2 separate regions of the Zea mays genome follow, and region 2 is linked to region 1. Evidence: chromatin contacts called from public Hi-C data. All regions are on one chromosome and are shown on one strand. Each heading gives the region's core, a stretch centred on a gene start, on an enhancer-like site or on the middle of the called end of the contact. The rest is flanking DNA. Distances are from core to core; before and after follow the strand shown. Region 1 has its middle 7.0 kb from the start of LOC103652903. Region 2 holds the start of LOC103652905 (protein transport protein SEC23).

Region 1 (3,450 bases), core at 610-3,109:
TGCTGTTAACGATTTTATTTATCTACAAAGTGTAGTTTGAAATAGGGATGAAATAAATAATAATGCTAGAGATAGTCTTATTTGGTGTCCAATAGGCAATAGCAGGTAACTTTTCAGTTTTTAGTTTGGCAGGACTCACTATATAAATTATGTACAGAATTAATCTTCTTGCGACACCTAGCTGTTTGTGGGACCTACAATATAAAGATGACACATTCATCATCTAATAATCATCAAAATCAACATGTTTATTTCATCTGTATATATCCACTGATCCATATCATGGTCCCACAACAACCGAATATCATAACGCGACTGTTGCTTTACGTATTACACGTACATTGCTACGATTTTTATATATCATATATAATATCTCTCGTATCTGTAGCACACACAGTCAATGGTATATATATAGTGGTAGAAGTTGTTTGTCTCCTTTCCAAGGGCAAGGAGGGTTTGATCCCTTGTTGTCGCCCTATTTTTTATTTTTTGTTTGCTGGCTGGCGCGCGTGAGCGTGGGAAGGTGAGACACAGTGGTGGAGCCAGTAGGATACAAATATTCGTGAGGCTCACATTACGTGCAGATACGACTCACCGTCCACACGACAAAGGTAGATGTTCAATACAGTAATATGTATACATACACCATGATATTTTCTTTCTAATTTTTCTAATCCAATCTATGCAATTGGATTTAGATGGAGAGAACGAGAGAAAATATTTCTTATAGCTTTTTTTTCTAATACTTGAGTGGGGTCATAAGGAGAGAACAAAGAAGCCGAAAGATAAAATATACCGTCTTATAACTTGAAGCATTGATAGGTGAACCTAACACCATCCACTCTGTCCTATATGCCATACGGATATTACATCTATTTTTTCAGAAAAGGCATCTCCTGCTGCTACTACTTTTAATGGGTATTTTTGTACGGTGGTTTTAGTAAAACCCAAATTAAGAAATAAGATAGGAGCCTGTGTTTTTTTATGATTGTCTAATCATTTTTATCGACATGAATATTTTCTTTGAAGTTGATAAAAATGGTTTATCCAATGCATTTATATTCCTTTGAAAAAGTCTAATAAAACAGCCAGCAAAATAACATTATATAATTATTAAATAAATTTATCGAATTATGCATGGAATTTTTTTTGAACGGTATACCCTTAAACAAAATCATAGATACACCACTGATGAGACGCACGGATAAACTCACACAACGGCGGTAATGGATCACGATCTAAATGTTTCTTCAGAATTTGTTTGAGCCCTTAAATTAATTTTAGTTCAAAATTAAATATAAATATATCTTAATTATAATATAAAAATATATCCCGATTACAATATGTATGATCTGGTTCTTAAGTTTTGTAGTGTAGCCATTAGTGTAGCCATTACACCACCCCTATGTACAGTGCACGGGAGCCAAACTCCATTTTTGCGGCTGATTCTTGACGCGACTATGTTTCTGACAACGGAGAAAGGGTCCATCGTCCATCACATGACGATCGAGTTTGTGTAGTGGACCGAACGTCCATGCGCGATGTCGGCAAGCTAAAAATGTCGCAGCGAGCTGGCGCACTCAGCTAGTGCGCGCCTAGTGAAACACTGGTTCAGCATACCAGTCCCTCCAGCCTCCTTTCCCACCTTCTCTTTCCTGCCTCTCATCACCACTCGTCCTCGTCCACTGGATTCGGCGCCGTCGCTCCCACATCCGCTGACGATGAGTGACCGAGAAGCCGCCGACTGCCCACTTCCCCCTCGCGTCGTCTCAGGAGAGTGTGCCGTCGGAGAGGAGGCCTGCATGGTGAAGTGGGAAGAGAGCTAGCCAACCAGTGGATAAGATGGGTAGTCCTCCACTGCTGCCCGCGGCCACTGTAAGATGGCGGGGCCGGTTGGCGGCGCGTGCACAACAAACAGAGAGAGAACACAACAACACTGTATATTATTTTCGGCGGCCATTGTTATTTTCGGCGGCTAGAAGGAGGCCGCCGAAAATAAGAGAAGAATTTCGGCGGCAGGACTAGGCCGCCGAAAATAAGGTTATTTTCGGCGGCTTCTGACACAGCCGCCGAAAATAGTCTACGTCCTGGCCGCCGAAAATTAGGTATTTAAAAATAGCCGGTTCCTTCTTTCTCTGTTCTGTTTCTTCTCTCCGCCGAATTTTCTCGCCGCCGCTCGTCCTGGTCGCTCGTGCGCCGCCGTCGCTCGCCCCACCGCGCCGCCACTCGCGCCGCCCCCGGCCCGTCGCGCCGCCCCATGCGCTGCCCCGCTCGTCGCGCCGCCCGGCCCGTCTCGCCGCCGCATGCAGCGCCGCGCCCGTCGCGCCGCCCCACCGCAGCGGCGCCCCCGGCCCGCCGCGCCGCCCCAAGCCCCCGCAGCGCCGCCCGCCCGTGCCCCCGACGTGCCGCCGCCAAGCCCGACGCCACCGACGCGCCGTCGACCACGCCGCGCTCTGCCCCGTCCCGTCGACCTCGACTCCCGTCAACCTCGGCTTCATTAAGGTATTTTATTTTGCGTATTTTATTTTGTATTTTCGGCGGCCTTTTATTTAATTGCCGCCGAAATTAGTATATTTTTGTAATTGTGTTTTTTGATTTGTGCGTTTGATTAATATTATTGATTAGTGCGTTTGTATATGTGTTATATGTTTAGGGAAGACATAAGTGGTATATGTGGAATGTATTAGTGGTATATCTGTTTGTTGATTAGTGCGTGTGATTAGTATTATTGTTTAGTTCGAGGCATATTGTATATGTGGTATATTTGGTTTAGTAAAGACATATGTGGTATATGTGTTATATGTGGTTCATTCTTATATTGTTTAGTGGCAGCGAGGTCATGCTGCCGAATTTTTTTTAGTCCTGCTAGCTTGCTGTGGGTTTAGAACCTATTCTTGCCTATTCTTGCTGTGGGTTTAGAACCTATTCGAAGACAAGAGGAAAGAGAAGGCAACAAGATTTATTTTGGAAAATAACGACTATTTTCAGCGGCCAAAGGACAACCGCTAAAAATAACGTCTATTTTTGGCACCAAAGGACAGACCCTGAAAATAACGGCTATTTTCGACAGCGAGAGTGCAGCCACCGAAAATAGTAGGCTATTTTAGGTGGCTATCCTCTTGCCACCGAAAATAACAGTGGCCGCCAAAAATAGTTGTAGCTCTTATTGTGATAGTTGTTCATCAACACCAAGGTAGAGACCAGGAGCGACATCTGTATCTGCATGGAGGTAGAGGGACGTTCGAGATCTAGCCACGGGCTTCATCATTATAAGTCAGTAACAAAGATAGAGTAAATTTAAAGGGGTATGACTGCTTCATAGAGAGTTTAGATACATAGATATCATGGAATAAGGATGCATGTAAGGAGGAAATTTATACCACGTGATAACTAATTTTGTATTTAATTTTAGGGGTACACATGCACCACTAAGGCTCTCTACAATCATAT
Region 2 (3,450 bases), core at 243-2,742, 180 kb after region 1:
AGAAGTTTGTTTTCCCCGCTTTTATGAGCAAGTTTGAGAAAATAATCCATTGACCTTGGTGGTCAGATTGTGGAGGATTAGGGTTGAAAAAGACCCGGTACTTTGTGGGCTCCTCAACGGGGAGTAGGACACCTTTGTGGTGTGGCCGAACCTCAGGATAAATCTTGTGTCTTGTGTTCTTGCTCGATCTGTGATTGTGATTTTATTTGGCAAGATAGACATATAGGTTTATTCACCGTGTGGATCTTGTGGTGAATTAACTCCTGTATTTTCACCATCCACACTTAGCTTATCTCTCGCGTTTTCCACTATAAGAGATCCATCTTCTATTTTCCGCGTAGTTCATAGTCTAGATTTATTCTAGCAATTGGACTGGTTCAGAGTAGTTCAACTTGCCTTTATAGCAATTGAACTGGCCTGCACCGGTTGAACTGTAGATTTAATATTATCTCGAAGTTTGTGGTGATAATTTTTAGGTTTAGCCTATTCACCCCCCTCTAGGCTACTTTCAAATGGTATAAGAGCTTCGTGTATCGTTTTACGCTTAACCACGTGAGGAAACGATCATGTCGACTCAAATGGACCATGTGGATCATCTTCTCGAGGAAATCCCAACCATATCCACCAACGAGGAAATGGACTCCAAGGTCCTCGACCTCGCCAAGAAGATTGTCGAGATGATGTTCCTCAAGATGAAAGAGGAGGACACAAAGAAAAAGACCGAAGAAGAAGAATAAAGAAAAAAGACGAAGAAGAAGAATCAAGAAAAAAGGCCGACGAAGATAAATGAAATGGAAAAAATAGAATACAACGACGACTTGGTTGAACTTTTGGTGTCAAAGGTGATGAGTGAGGTAAGTCTCAACACCGAGGAATCTTCCACCAAGAGTAAAGGTAACGAGTTCAACCGAGTTCACTTCGATTATTCTCGTAATTTTGTTCCCAACTTCTCTTCGGCGCCCTTCGGAAAGCTTTCAACTCTCAGTGAGTTGAACTATGTCGAGTGGGCTGACAAGGTGAAGTCACATTTAATCGGTGTGCATACTAGTCTTTGAGAGATTGTTAATATATGTATGAACAAGTCTGCCCAAGTAGAAGAGATGACGCCGGAAATGATGCAAGAAGTGCATCGCAATACTTAAGCCGTGAGCATCATAAAAGGAAGCTTATGTTCGAAAGAGTATCGGGAAGTCCAAGGTAGAGAAGATCGCGGGGGGATTGACAACACGCGGGGTTGCCGACGAGGATTACGGGCTTACGGCCGGGGAGGACTCGCGCCTTCCATCGAGCGGGACAGATGCGAGATATGCGGAGACGGGGCATGGTGAGGCTATTGTAGAGTAGCGTCATATAGAGTAGTAGGGATAGAGATTATAATAATAATTAAAAGGGTAAGGACATAATATTAAAGGGTAATAAATCGTACCCTACAAGGATTATGATATTTATTTACGCAGTTAAATAAGGTATTAAATAGAATTTCCATTGAAAAAACATATAGCCGGACAGCGAAGAGGCAACACGCGAACGAGAACGACGAAGCCAAAGCAACACACCAGCGCGCACGCACGCGCAGCGTCCGGCGGGCATCACCACCTCCTGTCCTCCTCCCTCCTGCCCCGATCCGCCCTCCCCGCCGCTCGCCGCACCCGATGTCGGCCGCCGACCCTTCCGCGGCTCCGGCCGCGGCCGCCGACCCGGACGGCCCTGACTCCGTGCGGCTCACCTGGAATACCTGGCCACGGTCAAAGGTCGAGGCCAGCCGCTGCGTCGTGCCGCTCGCCGCCACCATCTCGCCCACTCGCGTCCCGGATCCCTCCGCGGCATCCCCGCCGCCGCTCCCTTACCCTCCGCTCCGCTGCAAGCCTCCCTGTTCCGCGCTCCTCAACCCCTTCGCGCGCGTAGACTTCGCTGCCAAGATCTGGATCTGCCCGCTCTGCTTCTCCCGGAACCACTTTCCCCCGCACTATGCTGCCATATCTGAGTCCAACGTCCCCGCCGAGCTCTTCCCGCAGTGCTCCACCGTCGACTACATCGTCGGCGGAGCCGGCATCCCTGGGGTAGGCGGCGCGCCGCCGCCCCCGCCGCCCGTATTTCTCTTCGTCATCGACACCTGCGTCATCGAGGAGGAGCTGGAGTACGTTAAGATGGCCATGCGGAAGGCCGTCGCGCTCCTGCCGGAGCACGCACTCGTGGGCCTCGTCACCTTCGGCACGCAGGTGCACCTGCACGAGCTCGGATTCTCCGATCTCAGCAAGATCTACGTCTTCCGGGGGACCAAGGAGATCTCTAAGGACCAGATTTTGGATCAGCTTGGCCTGGCGGGTGCTGGGCGGCCGGGCTTCCCCAAGATGCCACAGCAACCGGGCGGGCCACAGGTGAATGGGATGCATCCGCCGTCCACGGCCGGGGTCAACAGGTTCCTGCTCCCGGTGTCAGATTGTGAGATTGCTCTCAGCACGGTAAGGGATTTTGGTTTTGATCTCGTTGGACTTGGGTTTACTGGAAGCTGATGTAGTTCCTTGTCCCATGCAGTTGCTGGACGAGTTGCAGCCTGACCAATGGCCAGTCGAGGCTGGGAACCGTGCGATCCGTTGCACTGGTGTTGCGCTCAGTGTAGCTGCTGGGTTACTTGGTGCTTGCATGCCTGGAACAGGTGCAAGGATCATCGCATTGCTAGGTGGTCCGTGTACTGAGGGACCTGGAATGGTAAAGATCACTCCTATTTTACTCCTTATATTGATCTACATTAACATAATTGCGTTACAATTTTGTGATTCTTGTGAAGTTTTCAAGTACATGAATGTTGGCTTGATTAAGACGTTAAAAGTTGAAAAATATTTATGCTTTGTCGGTTGTCATGCCTGATGTGCATTTAGCCTAGCTTTTGTATGCAATATGGAATTTATCATGCTCCTCTGTTCATAGCAGAATTTTTCTCTATTTATTGTTCATAATTCTTTTAAAGTCTTTCTAATACTGTATTCGTGAGTGCAGATTGTTTCAAAAGATTTGTCAGAACCAGTTAGATCACATAAGGATCTTGACAAGGATGCAGCTCCTCACTTCCAGAAAGCAGTTAAATTTTATGATGGTCTTGCTAAGCAGTTGGTCAGTCAAGGTCACGTGTTAGATGTTTTTGCTTCTGCTCTCGATCAGGTTTGTTTAGCACATTGTTTAAGGTTGTTTATGCTTGCATTTGCATCAAGATTTCTATTTTCATTAGTTTATAAACAGAAGAGAAAATCCTGAATTTGTTTCCCAGTGATTTTTGATTATAGTTGATCGAATATTGGATATTTGGATTCTGGTCGTAAACTGAATTGATGGATAACTAGATTGTTTAATTGAATTCTAATCTTGATGAATATATTGTTCTTGTTCAACAGATTTTTAATTCCCTAAAGATTCTATTCCGTCCCAAATTATAGGGTGTATTGGCTTTTCTAG

The links. Hi-C and Micro-C count contacts between places; a contact is called where the count stands out from the background.
Region 2: a contact with region 1 is called in a Hi-C map of tassel, with 2.2 times the contacts expected there. The contact joins the promoter of LOC103652905 here to the enhancer-like site in region 1. A contact is called at or near these places in 2 of 25 Hi-C or Micro-C datasets (ear and tassel).

What each region holds. Positions count from the first base shown.
Region 1 is chr4:18,592,697-18,596,146 of Zm-B73-REFERENCE-NAM-5.0, forward strand. No RefSeq gene overlaps it. Among protein-coding and RNA genes, the nearest start is that of LOC103652903, 7.0 kb to the left of the region's middle. Within about 2 kb of position 1,860, at least 15 of the 20 cell types and tissues checked have an H3K27ac peak or open chromatin away from gene starts, as enhancers often do. A contact at or near this core is called in ear and tassel, where this site is marked.
Region 2 is chr4:18,774,372-18,777,821 of Zm-B73-REFERENCE-NAM-5.0, forward strand. LOC103652905 (protein transport protein SEC23) reads left to right here and starts at 1,493. Exons shown (of 12, transcript XM_008679894.4): 1 at 1,493-2,462; 2 at 2,536-2,709; 3 at 2,998-3,159. The coding sequence starts at 1,653.